Linked DNA regions of Rattus norvegicus: region 2 is linked to region 1. The links are chromatin contacts, called in public Hi-C maps. All regions are on one chromosome and are shown on one strand. Each heading gives the region's core, a stretch centred on a gene start, on an enhancer-like site or on the middle of the called end of the contact. The rest is flanking DNA. Distances are from core to core; before and after follow the strand shown. Region 1 holds the start of LOC108349043 (a long non-coding RNA gene). Region 2 holds the start of Pim1 (Pim-1 proto-oncogene, serine/threonine kinase).

Region 1 (6,504 bases), core at 2,921-5,420:
GACGCCCTCTGTGGGCGCTTGAACTCACACGCGCATACTGACACCCAGACACACACATAAGCACAAAGTTAAAAACAAAAACCTTTAAAGCATTTGCTTCTCATCCATAAACAAAAGCCAGTCTCCCCGGAAGGCCGTGAGAAGTCCAGCCTGCAGAGGTTACAAACTCTGAGATCCTCCACTCCGCCGGGCAATAGAAGATAAGAACATGACCTATGACAAATCGCCATAGAACAAGACTCTGACACATGCCAGCCGAGGGACAGTCAGTGCCACGGAGGCCAGAGCTGAGGGAGGGCAGAACAATAGATGAGTCACAGTACATGTGTCATGCTTGCTCAAGGTATAATGGGATTGTTGGGTAACAGAACAATGTCACAAGGCATGATGAGCCGAGGGCATGCCTTGGAGGGTGATGGCCAGCATCGGATTCTGAAGACAAGTCGGATGGGGGTTGTTAGAGCTTACTGCTGCTGGAGTACAGCTGAGTAAGGGTTTGCAGTGTTTAGAGCTGGCTTGCACGTCCCTGGATGACCTCACTCAAGCAACCCTGCACCTGACCCTCAGAGGTCATCTTTTTATTATTATTATTATTATTTTTAATTTATTTTTATTTTTATTTTTGAGACAGTGTCTTGTATGGTCCAGACTGGACTGGGCTCTCCCTATGTAGCGAAAGCTGTCCTTGAACTGCCAATCTTCCTGTCTCAGTGAGAAGGAAAAAGAACCGAGGCAGCTGAAGAAATGGTCCAGTTGGTAAAGCGCCCACTCTACAAGCGCGAGGCCCTGCGTTCAGATCCTCGGCACTGAGAAAAAAAAGGAAGGAAAAGAAACACACATGTTCTGGGGCTGGAGAAATGCTTCAATAGTAGGGTCCCTTGTGTGGGATCCAAATCCAGTTCCATCACCTACAACTGCTTGTAACTGCGGCTCTGGGGAACCTGATGCCCTCTTCTCTGCCCTCTTCTCGCCTTTGAGGGCAACTGCATGCGTGTGCAGAGACACACGCAAACATTTAAAACTTTTTTTAAAATTTTTATTTATCTAATGTATATTACAGATGGTTGTGAGCCACCATGTGGTTGCTGGGATTTGAACTCAGAACCTCTGGAAGAGCAATCAGTACTCTTAACCACTGAGCCATCTCTCCAGATCCCAGCACTCGGGAGACAGACGCTGGCTTACCTCTGAGTTCAAGGCTAGACTGGTCTACATGACTTACCTGTAACCTGCCTTAGCTCTCTTGCCCCAGCTGGGATGCAACTGGATTGACAGCCCAGGGACTTGACAGCCTTCGTGCTGTTTTGGAGGCCCACGCTCCCAAAGTTCTTTCCTCGGGGTACCTTTCTGTTCCGTTGCCCTTTTCCTTTTTTTTTTTTTTTTTTTTTGGTTCTTTTTTTCCGGAGCTGGGGACCGAACCCAGGGCCTTGCGCTTCCTAGGTAAGCGCTCTACCACTGAGCTAAATCCCCAACCCCCCCCCCCCCCCGTTGCCCTTTTCCAGATCAAAAACTTCAGTGCGTGCCTCTACGGGTGGACCCTAGGTCTCATGCCTATGGTTTAGCTGCAAGGGTTTCTGGGAAAGTAAATAATCTGTCCTTTACTTTGGGGAAGTGGGATTTACGACGTCAGAAAACCCCACACACAAGAAAGTTGATCAAAGGGTTCTGGTTGCTCATAAGAGGCAACAAATGTCACCTAAACTGTGGCTTGGCTTACTCCTCCTCGAACACGGAATGGCCTAATTATCGCAACAGAGTCTCATATAGGCCAGGCTGACCTCAAACCCACTTTGTAGCTAAGGATGACCTTGAACTCTTCATCCTCCTACGTCCTGCTGGAATCAGAGCCCTGAGCCGCCACACCTGCCCTTCCTTCCGTGGCGCTGTGGGAAGGAGTTGAGGGTGTATGGTGGGGCTGGAGAGACGGATTAGCAGTTAAGAGCGCTTTCTGCTACCGCAAGGCATCAGAGTTTAGCTCCTAGCACCCACATGAGGTGCCTTATAAACTCTACCTTTAACACCAGCTTTAGGGGATCTGATGCCCACACAGAGGAACCAAAAAAATGTTAATGTAAGCCAGCTATGGTGGAGGTGCACACCTCTAGGCAGAGGCAAGTGGATCTCTGTGGGTTTGAGATCAGCCTGGGCTACAGAGCAAGTTCCAGGCCAGTCAAGGCCGTGTAGAAGTACCCTGCATCAAACCAAGCCAAACAAAAACAAAACCTAAAAAACCCTAGCGACTAAAGAGGTGGGACAGTTGGAAAGCAAGCTCCCTGCTCCTGTGGAGGACCCCAGTTCAATTCCCAGCCTCTCACAACTGTCGGTTACTCCAGCGCTCCTGGGAATCTCTGACACACCTGAGACAGGCCTGCACTCACATGTATACATCCATACACACACCCTGGCCCAGACACTCACACGTAAACATAAATTATAAGGTAGACGGACAAGGTTTTGAAAGAATGAAGTAAATAAGCATCGACTGGTGACCACAGGCCACCTGTCTTCCCAGCCCCTCAAACCCGGGTCAGATCTCGGTGTCATGCACATTTTCCATCACAGCCCAATTCCATTCTGTTGATTATCTGATGAATGTCTGCCTTCCCTGGCCTACGGGGAGCTCACACTGCTGTCCTAGACCTAGGAAGACCGACAAGGCTCAGCCACACCAGGTCAGGGCCCGGCTGCAGGGCAGAAAGGGGCTGAGACCCATCACAAAGACAGTCTGCAGCCTCCTGCCTCCCAGTCCCCAGAGAGGAGCAGCTGATGGGTTTCTGGAGCTCTCCAATCCAATTATTGCCCCCTCCTCTCTGGTGGAGGCCGAGCTGCCACGCCCTTCCCCGAGGTGGAGACTGGTGGGAAGGGAGAGGGCGATGCTGAATTCTGCACATCGTGACCCAGCACCTCCTGGCAGCAGGCTGGCTCACCGTTACCCCGAGGCTGCTATGACAGCGCCCGTTTCCAGGCGACTGTTCTCGGGGAATGGTCTGTTTTGGCAACCAGAGGGCCCCTGGGTAAAGGGGCCTCCGTAGGCCGTACCATTTGCATAGCAACCTCCTCCCTCCCACGAGCAACTCTGCGACATGCGACAGCCGGGGCGCCCGCCCCTGTCCTCGGCCTGGCCCGCCCCGCGGCTCAGCTCCCGCAGCCCTGTCACAGCCTGCGTCCTCTGGGAGCAGCGGCTACCCGCCCAGCCAGTGTATTTCCGGAGAGGCTTGGTACCCTGGAGACCAGGGGAAGTGATGCTGGGGGGCGGGGGGGGGCACAAAACACAAATGGGGGAGGGGCGATGAACTATAATCTTTCAAACCAGAGTCTGGTAGGCATCCCAAAGCGTTGTGGATAAGGGAGGGTGGATCACAAATGTTTATTTAGGTAATCCGGGAGCGTGGCCCTGGTTGGTACTCAGAAAATGCCTTTTGGGCCAGGTCATTGGTACGAATTTGGAAAGGGTGGTTTGGGGGGGGGGGACAAAACACTGATTTTTTATTATTATTATTTTTGAGACAGTTTGTTATGTAGCCCTTGCTGGCTGCTCTGTAGACCAGGCTGGCCTCGAACTCAGAGAAATCCACCTACTTCTACCTCCTAAGTGCTGGAATTGGAACTGGCCCAATACTGACTTGTTCGCTTGTCTTTTACTGTTAGAATTTACTAATTTTTTTTTTCTTGAAGAGCTTTTTTTTTTAAAAACTCTAAGTGGTATATATTAACCATGGATAATCGTAGATTTCATCATGACATTTTTGTACATGCATAGAATATATTCTGGTATTGGTCATAGCCCCATTTATATATATACTTATATATAATATATAGATATTAAATATATATAGAAATATATATTTAAATGTATATATCCTACCTAGAAATACCTGCTGGTGATGTTTTGGAGAAAAAAAATTGTCAAATGCTTGCAGGGGAGCTGGCCTATCTAATTTGAAGAAACTGAAAGAGAATCCTTGGAACCCTCGCTCCTTCGGGTGCACACCCACCCCATTCCAGCAGACGCACACACGCCCCGCCCGAACAAGTCCACGATGCCAGGCTGGACCTTCAGAGCACAGGAACCGCCCAAGGACACTTGCCTTGACTGGAACCCAAGCGGAGGCTGGGCAGAGGCAGGTCACCCCAGCTGAGTGATCACATTACCCTGGCAGCTGTCCAAGGGGCAGTTCCCAGCTGCACCTGTTTGTAGGACGACCGCTTTTATCAGTATTGACACAGCAGCGGGTCTGGGAACAGCATTGCAATAAATAAATGGAGGGGGGTGCAGGCGGGACAGGGGCAGAGCCACTGAGGCCAGCAGAAAGGGATGAGGTCTTTTGCTGATTGTCAGCACTTTCAGTTCAAATACCACCACCACCCCCTCTCCCTCCCTGGAACCTCTAAAGATCCTGCAGGCTGACTTGTGCCTAAGAGCCCTGGGTCTTAAAGAGATAGAATTGCAGAATCACCTTAGGCTCTCTTCACGTCTAGCTCAACGATTAAGAGCAGCGGCTGCTTCTGCAGACAACTTAGGCTCTGTCTGCAGCACCTGTAGGGGCGGCTTGCAACCACCTACGTGTGACTCCAGTTCCAGGGGATCTAATGTCTTCTTCTGATCTCAGAATGAAACAGGAACCCACATGGCACACGGATATCCATGCGGGGGGGGGGGGGGAACACTGATAAATATAAGATAAAAATAAACCTTAAAACAACAAGAAGCTTCCTCACACCCAGCATCTGCAGTCAACCGATCTCAAGGTTACTCAGAGTCCTTAGCTAATATTTAGTTTGTCTAGGACCTGGGCGGGAAGGGGATTCCTTCCGACTTCAGCATGGGAGAAAGCAGTACAATTAGAAAGCACTTTTTTTTTTTTTTTTTTTTTTTGAGCTAATCGAACCTAGAATGCAGAAACCGGCTGAGCGATTCGAGGTGTGTTCACCAATCGGACAGAAGCTCGACTAGAAGCTTCAGGGAAAAAATGCAAAACCAAGCAAATCCAGACTGATGAGCAGACTCAGTTTGTAGAGCGTGCTTAGCGTCCGAGAAGCTCTTGGTTGCATCCCCCAACGCCACAGAAGTCAGGACGGTCTCGTGCGCTTGCGATCCTAGCACTAACAGAGTTAAAAGCAAGAAGATCTACAAGTTCAAGGTCATCTCTCCTTACGTAGTGAGTTCAAGATCAGACTGAGCTGTCAGATACCTACCCAGTCAAACAAAACGACAAGTCTGGCCGTAAATTGAGTCTATTCTAGAAATGGGAAAGAGGTGGGGGCTAACAGTGTCCAGAAAGGACAGCCGAAGTTACCCGTATGGTAACCACAACCCTGTTCTGGTCTCCTGGGCTTCCTCACCTCTGCTCTAGAATGGCCAGGTACAAAAAGGCATAAACAGAGCAGCCCATCTGAGGCCTCCTACCCACGCCCAGAGAGAAATTGCCTCTGTTAGAACTGCCAGAGTTGAGTCACTCAAATGCCACAGACAGGATGGCAGGTCTCCAAGGGGCACTCGGGTGCCAGTTGCCAGGCTACTGGGTTCTAAGCCCAGCCCTTACTCACACCCACCAGTTCCGAGGCTGTGGGAGGCTATTTTGCTGGTACAGTCCCGGCGTTCCCAGTCTGAGGTGGAGAAATCACACCCACCCAGTGTGTGGTGCTTCATCATTTCAGCACTTAGGCATCATTATCCTTAGTGACATTGGGGACCCCATCACGGCCGTCTCTATGTCCTCACATAAAGTTGGTACTCGGAGATGACCTCATGGACCGATGAATGAATGAATGAATGGCCCTCAAGACGTTAAAATCTGGCGTGGGGGTGTAGACCAGTCCTTAGAGTGCCTGCCAAGTGTTCAGGAAGACCTGGGTTCGATTCCCAGCTGCACATAAGATCCACCAAGGGCACCAGAGCCTGGCTGGCTGTGCAACTCATAAGTGGGAGAGAGCAGAGGGTTAAAAACCATTCTGCCTTTCCCCAGCCCCCAGAGGTAGGCACACTCTTTGATTCCCCAGTTTTATCCATCCAGAATACTTTCAGGAGGGAAAAACAGGAAGCATTCCTTGATAGCTCATGCTTGTGTGTGTGTGTGTGTGTGTGTGTGTGTGTGTGTGCACATGTGCATGCATGCTCCATGCTCCCTCCCCACCCCCCTGCTCCCTATGGGAAGTGGGGTTGGGAGGTGGGAGAAGGAGGTCCTCTAGGCCACATTTTGCTGGGAAACCAGCCTCCTTCCTTTCAAATGCCATGGCTTCCAAAGGGACAGATAAATATCTTCTTCCTTGATGCAGGGAGAAAGATGTGGCCACAGGCAGTACCACAGACAAGCTCCTTCCTTGTGCCGGTCACCAGTGCGACATTGTAGGTGGATGCAGAAGAAGCCCTTCTTTGCATTCATTCATTCATTTTCATTCATTCATTCGTCTGTCCGCCCATCATCCGTCTGTCTGTCCATCCATCTGTCCATCCGTCTGTCCGTCCATTCAGTTTCCCTGAAACTGGTGTCACAGGTGTCCTGG
Region 2 (6,488 bases), core at 1,989-4,488, 52 kb after region 1:
TTGCTAGGCAAGCACTCTACCACTGAGCTAAATCCCCAACCCCAACACTTTTCTTTTTGAGACAGGGTCTCAGTTACGCCACCGTCTGACTTCACTACTCAGCTCAGCCCGGCAATCCTCCTGTCTTAGTACTTCCGAGTACCGGAATTACAAGTATGACCCACTCTACCAGGTTCACACGAATTGATTTTAAGCGTGATCCTTACCTTGGGTCATACTCTCTTCCATCAGTAACTGTTGGATAGAAGCTGGTCCCGCTTGCCGTGTAGGCAAGTGGGAAGGCAGGAAGCCAAGAGACCCACGAATTTGAGAACTGTCCCGTCTTTGGAATGCGCGGTGAGATTGTATATTAATTAGGAAAAGGAAAACGAAGTGGGTAGGTGGGATAAATAAATGAAGAGATAGTGTATGTACAGGTAGTTTTTTGTTGTTTGAAGACAAGATCTTTTGCGTCTCCGACTGACTTTGAACTTTTGATCCTTCTGCCTCTGCCTCCTTTGTCCTGGGATCAGGGGCAATGCCCAAGGTACCATTCACGTATTGCTGGGAATCGAACCCAGGATTTTATGTCTGGCAAGCAAATACTCTACCCACTAAACAGCATCCTCTGACCAGAAAGATTTTTTTTTCCTTTGTAATAACCCCACATGACTGTCAGATGGGTGGAGGAGGGACAGTGAATGAAGACTTGGGAGTTTGTCCAGCAACAATGTGCAAATACGACGTGTTCCTCGTTCAGAACGCAGGGCTCTGGATAAGAGGAGAGAGGTCTGGCGCCTGGCGCGTAGCTCAGGGGCAGGGTGCACGTGTAGGACTCTGGATTTATTTCCCAACATCAAACACATTCCGAGAAGAGGACAGGGCCCTTTGGACAGGTGGACTTGGTTTTCAGAGTCACAAAGCCCGGAATGTGCTGGGAGATTGAAAACAAGTGGAAATAGTCTTGTTTAGACAGAGCTGAGGACCTGATGGGACTGGAGGTACACTGGTGTTTTTAAAGTAATTTATTTATAGACAGATTTTTCTCTATGTAGACAAGGCTGGCCTGGACCAGAATGCTGGGCCCAATTCTAGGCATACCTGTTTTCTGATGCCCTGTTCAATGCCAGTGTCACAGGAGTTTAAAGGAAAGCTCTGAACCCTCAGGAGCAGAATTTGGGTCATTCCCCAGCCTGTCGTATGACCCTGTGTCATCCCACTTACGATTCATTTTCCTATCTGCAAAAAAGGAAGTAACTCTTGTTCCCCTGGGTTTTTCTCCTTTCGTCATCAGAAATGAATGAGCTGGGCCACAGAACAAAAACAAAAGGGAAATATGTAATGTTTTGTTACGGAGTCTCTGGGTATCTTTATAAGCACCACGGAAAACTTGTAAAGGAAGCCTTTAAACACGTTAATGACTACATCTGTAACAGGCTTTGTAACAGGCTCGACAGTCTGCTCCTTTCAAGATCTCTCGGACCGCCCCCCTCCCAAAAAAAAGCAAAAATAACGAAAATGGGGTGTAGCTGGCTTTCAATGACTCCCTGCCACTAGCATCTCAGTGTATAGGTTACACAGAATGAGAGTCTCCCAATTTCACACGTCGTTATCAACTCTCCCTGAAGTTTAAAAGGACAAAAGACGCGGTATTTCCACGTGCACGTGGGGCCTTTCCTTTGAGACAAGGCTCCGGTCCCGGGCCAAGAATAGCTGGTATCGCCTGACTGCTAATACCAAGCTGATGAGAAAGAAGGTGACTACAGGAGCAACCTCTGATTAAACCCAGCGGCACCCTCCCACCCTCGCCCGCGATCAGGAATTTTCCTGCTCCTCCCGCCCTCTCGGAAGGGGCTGAGGCAGCATCTGGCAGGAGAGAGCTAACATTTGTGTCGTGATTTTCTCTCTCCCAGGCGCTCGGACCCGGATCCTTTCTGAGGGGATCAGAACCTTCTGGTATCTTATGATTTTCTTTTTCGTTTTCTAAATTGAGAATCTTTTGTCACCCGCTCCTCGCAGCCCAGGTTCCCCCCCCCCCAACTCCCCTCGCAGGCCTGTGACTCCCTCGGTGTGCAAACGCCGGTGACTCACGTCTTGCACAGCCCTTCGCCCCCCGAAACACAATCGCCACCCCCGGGATCTAGCCCACAGTGCATCGTCAACCCACCCCAGCAGCCTTGGAGGTCTCCCGGCTGAGTCACACCAGAGGACCACCCTGGTCGGCATCCACACACACGCGGTCCCCCTGCTCATGGCCTCCGCGCCGGCCACACCAACGCCCTTCCATTCCTCACAACTTGCTACGCTCCAGCTCCAACCCTCGACCCCCCACCACACCCCAAATCTCCGGGAAACGCAGAGCCGGCGGAGCTGGCCTCGGGCGGCCTTTGATGGCTTTGTTATTGTTTGGGTTTGAATCGATACGCCCCTCCCCATCCTTCCTCCCCCGGCCGCGCGCGCCACCCAGCTCCCCGCCTCCCTGCACGCCCAGCGCCCCTCCCCCTCCGTTTTGGCGCCTTTTCCTTCCCGCCACGTCGTGGCGGCGTTAGCGACCATTCTGACCGCGAGGCGCGGGGCGGGGCCCGGGCGGGGCCCGCAACGCCTTATGCAGATCAGGCCGCTTATGGTTGGCTGCAGCCTCGCCCGGGGGCGGGGCCGAGGCCGAGGGGTGTAGCTGCGAGGGGGCGGAGCGGAGGGGAGCGGCCCTGGTCCCGCCGCCTCCCCGCCCCCTCTCCGCCCTCCGCCGCCGCGCCAGCCCGGCTCCCCACCTCGGCCTCCCGGAGAGGCCCCGCCCCGTCCCCGCCCGCCGCGCGCGCCCTCCCCAGCGGCGCGCTCCGCCCCTTTACTCCTGGCGGCGGGGCGAGCCGGGCGTCTGCAGCAGCGGCCGTGGCGGCGGAGGAGGCTGGAGGGGAGTCGGCAGCGCCGGCGGCGGGATCAGCAGTAGCAGCAGCAGCAGCAGCAGCAGCAGCAGCAGCAGCAGCAGCAGCAGCAGTCACAGTCAGCAGCAGCCCTGGGTCCCGCGGCGCCTCTCGCCCCGCCGCCTTCCGCACTGCCTGACCCGGCCGGCGAGCCCTCCTGCCGCCAGCCCCGCCAGCGCCCTCAGTCGTCCTCCGACTCGCCCTCGGCCTTGCGCGCCAGCCGCAGCCCGAGCCGCAACACCACCCGCAGTCTGAGTCCGGGCCGTCGGCTCAGCCCCAGCTCGCTCCGCCGCCGCTGCTGCTCGTCCCGGCACCGGCGCCGCACCGACACCCTGGAGGTGGGGATGCTCCTGTCCAAGATCAACTCCCTGGCCCACCTGCGCGCAGCGCCTTGCAACGACCTGCACGCCAACAAGCTGGCGCCGGGTGAGTGTCCCCACCCCACCCCGGGCGCGCGGGTCGTTGGGGGGGACCCCCGCGTGGGCCGCGCGCGCTTAGTGTCCCGTGCCTCTCTCCCAGGCAAAGAGAAGGAGCCCCTGGAGTCGCAGTACCAGGTGGGCCCGCTGTTGGGCAGCGGTGGCTTCGGCTCGGTCTACTCGGGCATCCGCGTCGCCGACAACTTGCCGGTGAGTGGGCAACCCCGCCTTGGGGAGGGCGCGCGGAGGGATGCTTTGAGCTGGAGGGTCTGATGGAGACTCGGGGGGTCTGTCTTTTCCTCCAGGTGGCCATCAAGCACGTGGAGAAGGACCGGATTTCCGACTGGGGGGAACTGGTGAGTGAGCCAGAGCCCGAGACCCTCGCCCGGGTGGGTGGGTGGTGACGGGCGTGCCGGAACCGGCGCGCTAACCCTCGCCCTCACTCACCCTTGCAGCCCAACGGCACCCGAGTGCCCATGGAAGTGGTCCTGCTGAAGAAGGTGAGCTCGGGCTTCTCGGGCGTCATTAGACTTCTGGACTGGTTCGAGAGGCCCGATAGTTTCGTGCTGATCCTGGAGAGGCCCGAACCCGTGCAAGACCTCTTCGACTTCATCACCGAGCGAGGAGCCCTCCAGGAGGAGCTGGCCCGGAGCTTCTTCTGGCAGGTGCTGGAGGCCGTGCGGCATTGCCACAACTGCGGGGTTCTCCACCGCGACATCAAGGACGAGAACATCTTAATCGACCTGAACCGCGGCGAACTCAAACTCATCGACTTCGGGTCGGGGGCGCTGCTCAAGGACACAGTCTACACGGACTTTGACGGTGAGCCAGGCCCCGGGGAGGGAGCTCTGCCCAAGGTGCCGGCTTGGAAGCCTCCGGCGGCCTCGGCTCCGGCCCTTTGTAAAGGTCATTGGGCCGCCTGGCTCAGAGCTGGCAGGGGTGGGGCAGAGGCGAGCTTCCCGGCATAGCACAGCCGGGGATTTCAAGCTGGTTGAAAACCTGCAACAAGCATTTCTGGCGTGATTGGTTTTTTTGTTGTTGTTGCTGCTGCTGCTGTTTGCTTGTTTTTCTTTTTGGTAGGAATTTAGTAAATTCCATGCTTTCCCCGTGAATAAGAGGTCGTGGGCAATCCGGCTGTAGCCCAGATTTCTAAAGTATGACCCACTTTTCTCGCCAGTAGGAGGTGGAGCCGGTGGTGGCGGGAGACTTTAGTGCCGGGTTCTTTTTGTTTGTTTGTAGTTTTGTTTTTGTGTGGGAGTTTTAAGGTAGTTCGTAGAACTGCCGGGTTTTGTTTTGTTTTGTTTTTGAGGGCAAAGGACTAAGAGCCGCGGTTCACTCCACTCGGGGGTATTGTGGGGTGACGAGGCCTGGGACGAATGTTGTGAAATTAGATCTGTTGCTGGTTTGAAAATTAGTTGGGTGTCTCCTCAGGGAGGCTGAAAACCTATCTATCCTAGGGAGGGGCTTGGATCGCGTTCTTTCAGAAAAGGAGGGGAGGGAATAGTAGATCAAAGCACGAGGGTGGGTCATGATCTGAGCGGCTCACCCCAACAAACTACGTCCTTTCAAAACTTGTGACTCTGGCTTGTGGTTTGAATTTCTTTGGAGGATGCTGGGCTGGGCTGCATTTTTTGTATTTAACAGTTAATGGCTGGCTGAGTCCTCCCCTGTGTTTTCCTCCCCTGGGCAAGCCTTTACTGCCCCCTGTTGGGCACCTTGAGGTTAGCGCCTTTTTTTTTTTTACTACCCAAAGTTTGTAAACAGGAATCACGTGGTCTGAAACCAGCCCTGCAATCGTACCTTTCCAGTTTGGGGAGGAAAGAGTGTAGGTGTCCGGGGCCTAAAACCCAGAGGAGAGGGGTTGGGGATTTAGCTCAGTGGTAGAGCGCTTGCCTAGGAAGCGCAAGGCCCTGGGTTCGGTCCCCAGCTCCGAAAAAAAGAACCAAAAAAAAAAAAAAAAAAAACCCAGAGGAGAGTTTCCAAAGCACACCCTGACTTCAGTGTTGTGTATAAGGGTCCTTAAGTGGCCCGTTCTAGATGAGACTAATCTGGCAAAGTCTTTGGAGTCGTTGTAGTTCAAGGTTATCCCGCTGAGTGATTAGGGCCTCCACGATTCAGCTTTTCGCTGCCTCTGTCTTTTGGGCCAGTGTGTAAAGGATTTGGGTTTAGGGTTTGGGTTCCTGGATAGGTACCATATCACTTGTCTGGACCAAAGAGGCAGAGATGTAGTGTAAATAATGTGTATGATTGTTTTAAAGTTCAAAGTCTTGCCTTCTGAGACCTGGGATTCAAGGCATGTGCTGCCCAATCCAAGCCAGGCACTGCCTTTAAGAAGTATTTTAAAGCCTGGTGGTGGTGGTGGTGGTGGTGGTTCATGCCTTTAATCTCAGCACTGGGAGAGGTAGGCAGATCTCCAGGGCAGCCTGGCCTACAGAGTGAGTCCCAGGACAGTCAAGGCTACACAGAGAAACTCTGTCCCGAGGAAAAAAATCTTTAAAGAAGGGCTCTGGGCTCCGACCGTTTGCTTTGTTTATTTTTGCTAATGCCGGCTTCTTTCTATTCCCTCTGCTGGTAGGAACCCGAGTGTACAGTCCTCCAGAGTGGATTCGCTACCATCGCTACCACGGCAGGTCGGCTGCTGTTTGGTCCCTGGGGATCCTGCTCTATGACATGGTCTGCGGAGATATTCCATTTGAGCACGACGAAGAGATCGTCAAGGGCCAAGTGTACTTTAGGCAAAGGGTCTCTTCAGGTAACTTCCCTTGCCTCCCCCAGCTCTCCCTTCCATTTTTAGGGTTGGTATATTTGAAAGGCTGGTTTGGGGATTGCAAGAGAGTATGGGGGTGCTATTCCTACCCACCTTCTTAGTTTTATTTTCTTATGGGGAGAGTAGGGGTTTAACCTGCCTTTGAGCCCCGAACTACTGGGGTTAGAGTTACTCCTTTTGGCCTCGGAATCCCATCCAGGCCTTTTTTTTTTTCTTTCATTTTTTATTTCATCTCAAATTGGAATAAGTTTTTTTTGTTTTTGTTTTTGGTTTTTTTTTTTTCCCCCCGGAGCTGGGGACCGAACCCAGGGCCTTGCACTTCCTAGGCAAGCGCTCTACCACTAAGCTAAATCCCCAACTCCTGGAATAAGTTTTATATACATCCGGCCCCAACTCCAAGACCCTGTA

The links. Hi-C and Micro-C count contacts between places; a contact is called where the count stands out from the background.
Region 2: a Hi-C map of liver shows a contact between it and region 1, with 2.1 times the contacts expected there. The contact joins the promoter of Pim1 here to the enhancer-like site in region 1. A contact is called at or near these places in 3 of 12 Hi-C or Micro-C datasets (frontal cortex, liver and mammary epithelial cells).

Annotation. Positions count from the first base shown.
Region 1 is chr20:7,500,316-7,506,819 of GRCr8, forward strand. LOC108349043 (a long non-coding RNA gene) reads left to right here and starts at 625. Exons shown (of 2, transcript XR_010061023.1): 1 at 625-3,319; 2 at 3,921-4,709. LOC134483869 (a long non-coding RNA gene) reads right to left here. Exons shown (of 2, transcript XR_010061024.1): 2 at 3,282-6,504. LOC102547357 (a long non-coding RNA gene) reads right to left here and starts at 664. Exons shown (of 3, transcript XR_362054.5): 1 at 1-664. Within about 2 kb of position 4,171, at least 22 of the 93 cell types and tissues checked have an H3K27ac peak or open chromatin away from gene starts, as enhancers often do. A contact at or near this core is called in liver, where this site is marked.
Region 2 is chr20:7,553,258-7,559,745 of GRCr8, forward strand. It overlaps Pim1 (Pim-1 proto-oncogene, serine/threonine kinase), which reads left to right and starts at 3,239. Exons shown (of 6, transcript NM_017034.1): 1 at 3,239-3,323; 2 at 3,417-3,523; 3 at 3,619-3,669; 4 at 3,769-4,135; 5 at 5,889-6,065. The coding sequence starts at 3,242.